2 separate regions of the Danio rerio genome follow, and region 1 is linked to region 2. The links are chromatin contacts, called in public Hi-C maps. All regions are on one chromosome and are shown on one strand. Each heading gives the region's core, a stretch centred on a gene start, on an enhancer-like site or on the middle of the called end of the contact. The rest is flanking DNA. Distances are from core to core; before and after follow the strand shown. Region 1 overlaps lekr1 (Leucine-, glutamate- and lysine-rich protein 1). Region 2 overlaps lekr1 (Leucine-, glutamate- and lysine-rich protein 1).

The links. Hi-C and Micro-C count contacts between places; a contact is called where the count stands out from the background.
Region 1: a contact with region 2 is called in a Hi-C map of an unstated tissue, with 4 times the contacts expected there. The contact joins two enhancer-like sites. A contact is called at or near these places in 1 of 18 Hi-C or Micro-C datasets (an unstated tissue) and 1 of 4 datasets of contacts at active chromatin or transcription factors (caudal fin).

The regions. Positions count from the first base shown.
Region 1 is chr18:37,821,839-37,828,606 of GRCz12tu, forward strand. lekr1 (Leucine-, glutamate- and lysine-rich protein 1) reads left to right here. Exons shown (of 13, transcript XM_073929990.1): 12 at 1,957-2,223. Among named protein-coding and RNA genes, the nearest start is that of si:ch211-195m9.3, 190 kb to the right of the region's middle. Within about 2 kb of position 2,088, at least 14 of the 62 cell types and tissues checked have an H3K27ac peak or open chromatin away from gene starts, as enhancers often do.
Region 2 is chr18:37,598,592-37,605,831 of GRCz12tu, forward strand. It overlaps lekr1 (Leucine-, glutamate- and lysine-rich protein 1), which reads left to right. Exons shown (of 13, transcript XM_073929990.1): 3 at 6,526-6,740. Among named protein-coding and RNA genes, the nearest start is that of lekr1, 18 kb to the left of the region's middle. Within about 2 kb of position 1,275, at least 17 of the 62 cell types and tissues checked have an H3K27ac peak or open chromatin away from gene starts, as enhancers often do.

The DNA of each region.
Region 1 (6,768 bases), core at 838-3,337, 220 kb after region 2:
GATCGTCTGATCTCATATGAAGCAAGAAATCGTGAGGACATATAATGACGTGTGCAGGTACTGTAGTGCTGTCCCAATTCTTAGGGGTACATTTTGAAGCCCTTCCCCTTAAACCTTGGTTGTAAGGGCAAAGGGGAAAGGGGAAGGGGTAGGGATACAAAAATAGAATTGGCATTGGGCCATAATATTTACAGTACAATGCAAATCCAATTAGATGCACTTATTTGTTAAACAAAGCAAGTCTCTTATATAATATCTCTACTAAAAGACAGAAAAAAATACTTTAAAAACTGTATTGTAAATAAATCATATGAACATTTTAATAATATTATTATTATTATTATATTACAATGCTATCCGTAAAATGAATAAAAACTGAATAAATATACATTTGCACACATTTACACAAGTCGATGGGCTAAAAATCTGCGAAGATTGCGGATTTCTGCGCAGATACCATGTGGGCCTACGCATCGCATAACAGATTACAAAGGTATTAGTTTTACCTGAATAAGAGCCAAAGTAAATTATAGTAGGGTTGTCTTAAGGTAGCATCAGTTTGATTGATAATCTGATTTACACTAGTTTATTATAATTTTTTTTGTCGGTTTAGTCCCTTTATTAATCCGGGGTTGCTACAGCGGAATGAACCGCCTCTTTCACACATACACTACGGCCAATTTAGTTCATTCAATTCACCTGTAGCGCATTACTTTGTACTGTGGGGGAAACCGGAGCACAAGGAGGAAACCCACGCCAGCACGAGGAGACCATGCAAACTCCACACAGAAATGCCAACCGGGGGTTGAACCAGTGACCTTCTTGCTGTGAGGCGATAGTGCAACCCGCTGCACCATCGTGCCGCCCCGCACTATATACTATTTTTCTTTTTTAGAATGTAGCATTATTACTGAGGTGCAACTGTCTATTTGCACCAAGAATAGCATCTAAATACACTTATTGGAAATAAAACTACTTTTTTTTTTTTTTTTTACATATAGTACAAATATATAATACTGTATATTTATTTAGTGTAAGTAGCATAATCCTCAATTGTGTAAATGACATCTGTCACTATTGTGCTTGGTTTAAATGTTATCTCTGCCTAATGTCTACATATTGTAATTGTGCTATTTCCACCTAGTACTATAGTGCTATTTCCACCTAACTTTTTTTTTTTTTTTTTGCACATAGTGCAAATCAGATCTTTACTATTTGTGCTTAGCATTGCTTTTTACATTCATAGCTATATTGGACTTAACATAAATACAATAAATAAACATTTCACATATGAATTTTTTATCTGAAAGGAAAGAGGAAAGAGGTTTCTTTTTTAAGACTACATCTTATCTAAAATTTCTCTGAAGTGTAGTCAGAAGGATGATATGGAAGTCAGTGGGGTTGCGAGGGGGAGGGCTTTGGGGGCTTAAGCCACTGATGTAATGTCAAAAGCCGTTGATCTTTTGGAATATGTTGCACTTAAAAAAAAAAAAAAAAAAAACATTTATTTTGATATCGAAGTCCTTAAAATTAACATTTACATCACGCGCTCCACTTAACGCAGCGTTTGTGTCATGTAATTAGTCAGCTATTCAGCAGTACCTGTTTCTACCGGCAGGTGGGAATGGCACTGTTGTCACAAAATCCCGTCATCATAATTCATTCATTATTTTGAGGAGCTGATGCTAATGAGGTAATACAACTGTTTCGCAAAACTGAATAGTTCTAACTACTGATGAAGCTTAATATTTGTTTTCATAGTAAAACATGTCTGTAGTTTTGGTAAAATAAAATAACTATTCGGGGGGTGGGAGGGGGCTAAGCCCCTTATCCCTTTTGACCCTAGCAATGCCCCTGATGGAAATACAGATGTATGTAGTTGCAGTCATCAAATATTTATTTATTTATTTATTTAATGCAAACTGTATTTTCATGTCTTTACATTTATCACTCTAGATTCCCGCTGTCATTCATTCAGCCACACAGGTGCTCCAAGAGAAATTGTCGGTGCTGCAGGAGCGTGTTAAAGAGCAAGAGAAGGAGATGCAACATATTCATGAGAGCTCCTCTCAGAGGCAGCAGCAGTTACTGCAGGAACGCAGGACAGCAGAGGCACAGCTGCAGTACACCTTGCAGGAGCTGCGGCAGAAAACACTAGAGCTGAACAAGGCTCACAGTAACATACAGCAACTCCAAGAAGAGAGGGTCATCCTAGAGAAAGAGGTGAGGCACAACTCTCCATCTGTCTTCTTACACATTTGAACCCAGAATTTGAGAGATTGAGAAAAGCTATCAATTTACTTGAGCCAGAGCCTTTCAGTTCAGAAATGGATAAAGCAGACTGCACATTTACACCATTTCTAAGCACTCCATAAGAAAAAAATAGCAGCTAGAAGTAGACACATTTCATATATAAGGTTCAAAAAATTGCAGATTCGGTTTGTATCAAAGTTCTGTAGTCTCGGGTTTTTGGTTTGATTTGGTATGTATTGTAAAAAATAAAAAAATCCATTATTGTAACACCATACATCAGCATAAAATGTGACCTGAAAATACACCCACCTATTGAACTAATATATTATAATATATGATTGTAATATAATAGAACATTTATCAAGGAATAGGTTTTGAGTAATTCAAATTGTATCAAGTTTTCTTTTTTTTTTAAACTATAACTGTTTTAACTTTTTTAAGATTCTATACCTCTCAGTAAGCCCTTTCTCTGCCTCCTAAATCATGCATTAAGCTTCAATTGTCTTAAAATAATTAAGTAGAATTTTCATCTTTTTCGTCTTGTGTGTTTATTAGGTTGTATAAACACATTTTATTTGCAATTTTAGTAAGAAAAACTAAGAATTTTGTGTCGGTCCCTACATTCTGGTCACATTCTGGTTACGTCTGTTATAAAAACATTGTTCCATTCTGTAAAGCACTGATAGAAAAAGCATAAGACTTGCTCCAAGTGATGTCACTTCCTTTGACAAGAAATTCTGGAAGGCATTGAGACATTTATTAATTTGTTTCTCTTAAAAGTTTGTGCAAAATGTTTTTGGTAAACCAGTAGTAGATTAACTCATTCATTCATTTTCCTTTGGCCTAGTCCTTTATTTATCAGGGGTCCTCAGAGCAGAATGAACTGCCACTATTCCAGCATATGAAAAGTTCAGATGGAAAAACTTCTGTGCATCTGAAAATTTCTTCTAATATAACCATTTTTCTCAGGCTCCTATGTCTTGATTCAGTAATTTTACTTTTATGGCAAAGAAAAGTTTATTTCTTTGCCATAAAATTCTAGATGGCACTTAGAGGTTTTTGCATCTAAACTCTTCATATGTTTTACACAACGGATGCTTTTCCAGGCGCAACCCAGTACTGAGAAACACCTATAAACTCTCGCATTCAGACACACTCCTGCATAACAGCCAATTTAGCTATAGCGCTTGTCTTTTGACTGTGGGGGAAACCAGAGCACCCGGAGCCAACAACTGGAGAACATGCAAACTCTGTACAGAAATGCCCACTGGCCCAGTCGGGACTGGAACCAGCGACCTTCTTGCTGTGAGACGACACTGCTAACCACTTAGCCACCGTGTTGCCCTAGTAGATTAATTGTTTGATATATTTTATTAGATGTATTTCAGTGAATCTCTCATTCATTCTTTAAAAACAATTATACATTAAAGAAATACAGATATGTAGTTTTAGATATGAAGGTGTAATTGCTTCACATGTCCTTTGACATTCCTTTTCAACAGTTTTCCCTTCCCCCTGTTATGCTACACCTTTTTACATGTCACACCTTTTCCATTTTCTTTTCTAGTAAAAACACACTTTCTTGCAGCTTCTTGACCACAAACTGTGAAAAAAAAAAAAACTGCCAAATCTGTTTAAAAAGTTTAGGAAGTTAAAGAACATTTAGTAAAAAAAAAAGTAAATGTTCCTTATTTTATGTTAATAACAGATTGAGTTTACTGTAATTTTTACATTTATCCTATATTATTCCAGTTCTAGGAAAATTAATGAAAATGCTTTAAATGTACAGTACCAACACTTCTGGAAATTTTATTAAATATCAATTCCAAATGTATAAGGAAACTGTAAGTTCAGTTTATCATCACACGTTTAAATTCCGTTTAAATTAAAAAAGAAGAATTAGTTTTTTTTTTTAGGAAAAATGTTCTGCAAATCTAACAACAAATGTTTTAAAAGTACAATTTACAGTCAAGTGACATTTTACACGTAAGCTGTAAATAATATATGTATGTAGAAATCAACTAAACCCCTACTACAGCTAAATATAAACATACTGTTTCAAACATATTATTTGCATCAAGGATGAGGAGTTCTACCTCTGTTCAATTCAACGTTCCACTTGCTGTACAATAAATATGCTATGCAAAGTGTAATCATTGAAGCTTTTAATATTAACTAGGCATGACTGTCTTGTAATGAACTTTGGCTACAACACTTGATAAACTGCATTGAAACAAAATAATTTATTTGGGTTAAATGACTGTACTTTTACTGACCCCTCGAGGTAAAACACTGAACTGCAAAAACGTTTGTCAATTCAAACACTTCTTTAACCAATGAATTAACAATGAAGACACAACAAAAACAACCACATAGCTACTCTATATAACTTTCATATACATGGCAGAGGATAAACCAGTAACTTAAATCACATGCAAATAAATAAATATGCAAGCAGACACCCAGAGAGACAGGTTAATAAATGAAGCATGCAGAAGTGAGACTGTGGTGACGCACATCAACCGTGACCAACATCAGGATTAGCAACTGGAGTAACTGGATGCGCAGCCAATGACTGGCATCCAGAATTTACCCAGGTCAGAGAAGAGAACAGGAATAAATATCCAGAACCAAAATAAGATCCAGCAGAGGTGACATGAGCCTGCGTGAGAGTGTGGGAGAGATGAGTGAATCATTCCAGTCAGTCAGAGAGAGATAGAGCGAGAGAGTATTTGGGCCAGTATTCTGTTGACACGCATGCCTGTCTCTCCAGGGGGCGTCTGTGGTTTCAGTCACGACAATCTTGTCAGTTCACTCTCTCATATTCTCCCACTCGCAGACTCCAAAAAGCCTTTTGCCGCCCTTGGGGTCCACCATCTACCCCCACCCGCCCCTTCTCTCTCTCTGTCCTGCGTGTCTCGCCAGTTCATCTAGTTCAAGGTGCCGTGACGTGAATTTCACAGCTGACATATTCCTTTATGCTGGCCTCAGAGCGCAGCGTCTCTCCCTCTCTCATCTCCCTCCCCGCTTTCAAAGCAAATGGCTTTCTTTTGTGGGAAAGATTTCGCTGCATTTTAAGAATCCATTAAAGCTATCTAAGATCTGACTGTGATATAAAATCGATACCTAAGGGCATTTAACGCTTCACCTTTCATAAGAAGCACCTTCTTGATGTTCTTTTCCCTTGCTCCCCCTCTCACGCTCTCTTTTTCTCTTAGCCTTTTCATCTCGTCTTTGAACTGTGCCTGCTCTCTTTAGAGGCATGGGAGATATTTTCAGACTTTGCTTGATATTTATGAGGATTTATGAGGCTGCAGGTTCAAGAGCAGGAGGGAAGTGGGAAGGACTGTAGCTCTGCTTCTAAATGAAGTGTGCTGCCTACCTAGACGGTATTTTTAAGACATCACAGACATGCTATTGACGCAGAAGCTGTTCTAAAACATATGCTGTCTTCAAAAAGACCAAGGCAGTGCGGATATGCTAATCACAATGATAAGTGAATTGATTAATTCAAGATGGTGGGTGAGTCCCAAGAAAGGTAATTAAATTAGATCTAATCTACCTAACTGTGTTAATGAACATAATGAAATCTGGTTTAAAAGTGATCTGTTTTACTCAGTATTTCTTTTCTTTTTTCAATTTGTTGGCCTATAGATTTGTGTGACTAGCACAACACTCTAATGTCCTTATAATAAAGTAAACCAAACATTTAAAACCTTACCCTTAAACAAAACATTTTTAGACTTTCAGATAAATATAATTTAGGGCCAGTCCAAACCATTTTAAAAAATTATTTCTGTCTATGTGGGCACATTGGTCATCACAATGTTGCATAAACGAATACATACCCTATGACAGGGGTGGTGTTGCGAGGGATGAAAGGAATACACGTCCTTAAAAAAAAACATTTTCTAATTCACCCCGCCAATATACCCCCACTTTCAAAAGGTGATCTACTCTAATCTTAATAATAGGATCATAAATGGTTTAATAAAAAATAAACGTTTTTTTAGTTGACAGTCTTTTAACAACAAATTGTGAAGCTTTGTTACTTGTAAAAAAAGAAAAAAAAAACATTGATAAATGAACCCACTTCTCATTTACAAGTCTGTTATGAGCCATATCATAACTCTTGAGCCTCCTATCTCCTCCTGATTTGCAGTTTCTGTTTTTTTCCGTTTTTTTGACAACGTAATTTTCTGCATGTCTTCAAATCTGAAAATATGATTTATTTAAGTATGAGTCCAATATGATAGTTTTCCACAAAATAGGTTGATGTGGGCATTGTAGCACTTTAAATGAATGTAATGCCTGTTTCATTCATACTTGAGCAGAAATTCCATATATGCCTCACAAAAGTAGTTGAACATTCCAGGAAATCCCTAATATGGATGAAGGCATCACGCTATTGCTGTAGCTGAATGAAAATAAGATCTGAACAAACATAAAATGGCTTTAACTGATCATTTACACAACCGTGACAATAAGTGGTTTATGTGTTTTTAAGTCGATTTA
Region 2 (7,240 bases), core at 25-2,524:
CAAACAAACAAACAAACAAACAAACAAACAAACAAACAAACAAACAAACAAACAAACAGACAATTATTATTAATTATTATTATTATTATTATTATTATTATTATTATTATTATTATTATTATTATTATTATTATTATTTACACAATAAAAGTAAAAATACAAAAAGGGTTTTAAAATAATTTGGGTTTTGAAACCCCTAATGTTTTTTTTTTTCTTATTCTGTCTCCTTTTGTATTCTATGTAACAGCTTCAAAAATGGGGTCAAACCGAATATTCATTATCTGTGTGATATTTTCTTTAACACTGTGCAGAACACGCTGTAGTCGGCAGACAATTTGGGGTGCAATTCTTTCTTTGTGTTCAACTTCATTGTAGCATCAGAAAAAAAAGACTTAAATGCATAATTATCAAAGGAAGTTCATAACAGGTTGCTTTGTGTAGTGGTAGTAGGGGGGTGTGGTGTTTTTGCTAGGTATTGGTGGTATGTTGCGTGCCTGTAACGCTGACCCATTTCTGACACAGGATTTGGTGGGGGCAGATGAAAAGAGGGGAGGGGTGAGTTGAAAAAAAGAAAAACAGATTAGGGGGTCTGTTTTTTTTAAAGACCATGGCACATAAACTGCTCTCTTTCTTCCCGGTGTGCATGAGATGATAACCCCCGATGCTTGATGATGGCAGAAAGGTTTCCTTTAAATTAATTATAGCTCTTTCCTTGATAAGAACACTGCTGTTATTTCCAGGCCCCCTGCCATGAGTCATATGTTTAATTCAGCTTGTCCTAGGGAAACGTGGCAAGCACCATCATATCAATTAAAAAGACATAAAATAGGCTAATTTTGGCTGTGCCGTGACCTTAAATGAGAAAGTGTGCCATTTCTGTATTACTCGCAGCATTAAAAGAAATGGCAGACTGTTAGTTGCAGCACTTGCAACAATGAAGAACCAGCCTTTGTCTGAAGTCATTATTCTTTTTTTTTTCCTCTTAATAGCACAGAAATGCTACGTTTCTTCTTTCATTTGGCTATTGTAAAATATTCACCAGCATAACCTGTCAGTCAAATGCTTTTACAGAATTTTTAAGTGTGATTTTTCTTTTATTCATTGAAGGTTATACAAAGTGAACTTTATATTTTCCCCCTGAGAAGCGATGTAGAAGCAGGGCCTTTTATGTCTCGAACTATCCATCTAGCTCGGTACAAGGTATGTGTATAAGCATGTGTGTGGGGAGGACAGTGTGTAAGTGTGTTTGAGCGCTGAGCGGATGTGTCAGTGCCAGGGGCAAAGGCCTCCCCGAGGGCCATCACTGTCACGGGAACACGTTCCTACTGGTGGCAGACATCCTTCCCTCAGGCCAGCGTGTGCGTGTGTGTGAAAGCCTATGCATGCGTGCCTGTCTCTGAACTTGACTGAATGCGTGAGGGAGAGAAAGCGGGGGGATCAGGGCTTTCAGATTTCGTGCAAATGTCCACATTTCTCCGGGAGGCAGAGGATTGCGTGTGTGTGTGTGTGTGTGTTTAGACAGTTAGGTAAGCAGGATCACAGACAGGCTTTAACTGAGACAGGGTCAATCTCATAGAGACTTGTGTTGCATTTGTGTGTTTATGGAAAAAAAAATTCAGCTATAATTCCAGACGCTTAGTCTTAGTGATTAAAGAAAACGTGAGAGAGATTTAAAAAAAAAGAAATGACTTATAAGTAGGCCCACACAGAAATCTGCCTTTTTTAAAGTCCATCATTTAGCCAATTTATTTACTTGTAGAAGTGTGTGTACGTATGTATTTGTTTAGTTGAAGTTAAAATTAATTTTAATAATTTATTGAATGTATGTAAATGTTTATATCACGTGTTTACAATTTGTCCACAGTTTGAAAGAGATATATTTTAAAACAAGGGTTCCTAAACTTTTTAGCCCACGACCCCCAAAATAAAAATGCCAGTGACTCGCGACCCCCAATATCGTTTGAGGTGGTTCTAAAGATCTTTTTGCATGCAACGGTGCACACAAATCAATAGGCCCACGTCTGAATACTGTAAATGTGCAAGAAATTTAATCTGCTTTCATAAAATCAATCTGCTGTATTTGACGCTATAGGGTATATGCCAAGCTAGTGTTCTTCCCATACTGATAAACTTCCAGTGACCTGTTATTGTGAGTTTTTGTCTATTTTATATGGTTCTTTTTACAGCATTGATGTTGTAATACCATTAAAATACATTCAAAAACAAGATAAAAAGCCATTTACGCACGTGCCCGTCAGAATCAGCAGGCTAGTGCAGAAGCTCCATTAAATATACTAGGGCAAAACAAATGCTCATATTATAAAGACATGACGGGGAAAATGTAATTTAATGTGGTGCTTCTTGTACAATCTGAGACCCACTATATATCGGATATCACCCAGCTGTTTTAAAGAAAATAGACCTTAATCGAGCCAATTTTGCATTGACATATAGTTTACCATAAACGTTTAACCCAGGTTACTCGCAAATTAAAAGTCCTATTAGCATGCTTCGGCATATACCCTATTGCTGTCTTTAATAAAATGCAATTACTCCAATGGTCGCAATCCAAAAAAAAAAAAAAAAGAAAGAAATGTAAAGGCTACTACTACTATTTTTATCTTTAGCATGTTATAGATAAAATATGATAATTTTAATGGTTCAATAAAATAAACTAGATTTTTGGAAATCACCAAGCCCCGACCCCCACTTTAGGAACCAGAATAGATATTACGTGAAAGACTTGCTTTATTTACCAAACAAGTTGATCAAATTGAATTTACATTGTAAATTTTAAATTCAAGCTGAAAAGTTTTTATTTATTTAATGTTTATGCTTTTGTTACGGTTTTAGTTACTATCCTCTCAAATTCATTACGAAAAAAAATCTGCAGTTTTTTTCAAAAAGTTTTTATTTATTTATTTATTTATTTATTTATTTATTTATTTATTTATTTATTTATTTTATTAATATTTATTTTTTTTTTTTTGCAAAATGTAGCACAGAAATAGCAAAGAAAACATCTGATTTTGTCTGCCCCTGCTTATAATTCCTTGTGCTGCACTGCTAAATCTACAAGAAGTAAACAAATTATTTAAGAAGATAAAGACTAAAAACAAGTCAAATTGTCTGACAGTGCTGAGAGACGATTATAATCTTTAAATAAGAAAACTTTTGCAGGCACTAGTAAAAAAAGGAATTTCTTAAAACAAGCATTATGACACTTATTCCAAGCAGGGTAATTAGTAAATTATCTTCAACCTAGCTTGTTAATAGCTTATTTGGTGTGAAAAGGTTTTAGAACGAGTTATGCAGCAGGGTAATTCCATTCTGTATTCAAATGAGCCAAGACAATTAAACAATACTTAAAACAACATTAGTGTACCAGTTAAATCAAGAAATTCAATTTAAATAGAAATTCAAAATCGATTAATTAAATCAAATGTACATGCACATTGTCCACACTTTAAGACATGACAGTACACTACCTGACAAAAGTCTTGATGTTGATCCCAGTTGTAACAATATATATATATATATATATATATATATATATATATATATATATATATATATATAGGTTTAGGTTTAGGTTTAACTTTTTTTGTCCCCGAGAGGAAATTTGTCTTGGGCATAAAAGGTGCTACAACATTGTCTAAACAGACAGTAAAAATAAATAAAACAAAACAATTAAGAACAAACAGTTAAGAACATACATTATTTACAGAATAAGACCGTATATAAATATAAATATATAAAACACAAGCACGAGCCCGTGTCGCTGCAGAGCTGTGCCAGCGGAAGTCTTATTTAATTAATATATATATATACCTTGTAGTTGGTCATTTGGAAAAGTTGTAGATTTTAGATTTTCCTGATCATCTGTTGAACGGCATTTCAATCATCTCAAATACAGTATGTAAAGTCAGTTTTTACTGTCCTAATTAAATAATTAAAAATCAAGGCATGATCATATTTTATTTTAGTAAAATATATATTTTGTCTTTCATATAAGCCATTTCTGATACCAAATGATCAACTAGAAGTCACATTATTATTTGTTGTTCCTAAAACTTGCATAGGTGACAAGACTTTTGCCAGCAAGTGTAATTAAACTGCAAAATTATTACCCTTTCTCAAAATACACTGAAGCTTATTGTAGCAAAACAATTGAATATACAGTTTACACTTTAATACATTCATTTATTTATTTTCTCTTCGGCTTAGTCCCTTTATTAATCTGGGGTCGCCACAGCGGATGCCCTTCTTTGGGTAACATCCATGCACACTCATTCACACACATATACTACAGACATTTTAGCCTACCCAATTCACCTGTACTGCATGTCTTTGGACTGTGGGGGAAAACGGAGCACCCGGAGGAAACCCACTCGAATGCAGGGAGAACATGAAAACTCCACACAGAAACATCAACTGACCCAGCGACCTTCTTGCTGTGAGGCGACAGCACTACCTACTGTGTCGCCCAGCTCTTTAATAATATGTCGCTAAAGCACAAGTATACTGTTAGTGTAATCAAGTGTAGGCAAACTTAAAACAAGATATCACAAATAAAATAAAACCTTAAAAATATAAGGCTTGTCCTAAATGATGTCTCCGATTATTAAGCTAAATGTGCAGTTAGAATACTACTAATATTACTAATACTCATAATAATCTTACACAACTTGATCTTACATAGCTAGTTGTTCAAACTACTTATTTAATCTAAGCTGAAACAACACAATTCTTGAGTTACTTTGATGATGACAACTTGATTATTTTATGCTTAATCTGCTTACATTTATATTTATATATATATATATATATATATATATATATATATATATATATATATATATATATATATATATATATATATATATAAACAATAAATTAACTTATTTTCTTCAAGTTGTCCCAACACAGGCTGATTTTGTGCAACCCAGCACTTTTCAGTGGAAAATCGTACCTCTAGACATCAGAAGTTTTCCATATATACTGTAAATGACACTGAATGAAAGGTTGAAAACGACTGCTTGAGAGCATGAATACAAATAAATCACTCGGCTTCCGAGCTCAGCAATGACATCTCATCTCATCTCTTTATCACTTCTCTTTTCATAAGATCTAATAATGAAAACAAGTCAAGTCTTTAGAGTAAGCTGACTGGAACACACAGCTGTGAGCTCGACCTGCTAAACACATGATCACTTACAGTAAGCCTAACAGAAACTCAGGCTGGACACACACACACACACACACAAACACACACACAAAAATGAAACTACAGTATGTGACCTCTTCTGTTCGTTTCTGCTTGTTGTCACAGAGAAACACGTCGGCAGCATTGTGCAGTTCAGAGCAAGGTTTTCATGGGCTTTGGTGTGGCATTTGCACTCTGACAGGTCTCTTTCACACCGGGGAGGAGTGGCAAGGCTTGGTTGTTTGTCATTCCCAGAAGATCATTATAAACCTGCCACTGGATTCAGTGATGTGCAACAGTGTACAAAACCGACTTGTATGATTAAGCAAATGACATCAAATGCAATCAATGACTAATTTTACTTATTACTGACAGTTTTGGTATCTATAGATAATAATAATAATAATAATAATAATAATAATAATAATAATAATAATAATAATAATAAGCAATTACAGGTATTTAGAATTGCCCACAGAAAAAAAATTTGTGCATGTTCATTATCATGAAAAGTTGAATTACTGAATATTGGCATATGTCTAGTGGGGAGAATAAATAAGTAGATGAATTGATGGTAGGCACGTAGGGACATTGGTAGATGGTTAAATAGATGATAGATAGATGTTGTATAAACAGATTGATACAGTGCATCCAGAAAGTATTCATAGCGCTTCACTTTTTCACATTGTTTCTTGTTACAGCTTTATTCCAAAATGGATTAAAATCTTTTTTTTTTTTTTCAAAATTCTACACACAATACCCTATAATGTCAATATGAAAAAAAGGTTTTTTGAAATTGTTGCAAATTTATAACAAATAAAAAACCTGAAATATTCCATAATCACATTGTCATTATGGGCTATTGTATGTAGAATTTTAAGGAAATAAATGAATTTCATCCATTTTGGAATAATGCTGTAAAAATTGAAGCGCTATGAATACTTTCTGGATGCACTGCATATAGATAGGTCAATGGGTAAGTAAGTAAATGAATAGATGGATTCATAAGCCTGTAGGAAGCTAAGGATGTTTACATGGATCATATAGGTACTTAGGTAAGTAGGCAACTGATTAAATAGTTTACTGTAATAGATGGATGGATGGATGGATGGATACTGTAGATAGATGGATAGTTGGATGAATGGACAGATGATAGATAGATAGATAGATAGATAGATAGATAGATAGATAGATAGATAGATAGATAGATAGATAGATAGATAGATAGATAGATAGATAGATAGATAGATAGATAGATAGATAGATAGATTTAATATTGGTGATCTGTAATTTGTGTTTTTCTTTGTGTTTGTCTTCAGATGGATCATACAGAGAAAGCCTGTCGCTACTGCGGTGTGAGTTACTTGATTCTGCACGAGTTTCAACGTCTGCAGGAGCATTTGCGGGAAGTTGAGAGAGAGCTGGAGCAGATGAGAGGAAGTGCAGAAAGAGAAAGAACCCTGAGAATAGAGCTCCAGGAAGCTCATAGTCATCTGGAGGAGCTGAAAGCATCTGTGCTTCAACATGAGCAAACGTGAGTTTCAGTTTCTGTCACAGCTTCCTTGCCTGCACACATCAGACGATCCTCACACAAATATAAGACAGAATTTATTTAATTTCATTTAACAGGACATTTAATGGTTTTAAACAGGGTGTGTGCCACGCGAGCTGCCTTTAAAAATGTTATAGACAGATCTGGACTATCAACCTTTGTCTTGGTTCTGCTTTATTTAATCAATATTTCGCCTAGGCATACGTACATTTTAAAATAATGCATGGTTCCAAACAATTCATTTACATTGTCCCCACACATATCAATTTAGTTAACTCTACATTTGTTAACTTGATTTAAGCTGATTGAACATAACAAAATTAAATTCTTCCAAAAAATCTCAGAAATTTTGTTGTTTCAGCTCATTTTCTGTAAGTACTTAGAACAAGTAGCAAACATTTTTTGAGTGTACTGCATCTGTGACGCATGACATTCATTTTGGCATCACAAGATGTTTTCTGATTGTTTTCAGAGGTCAGATT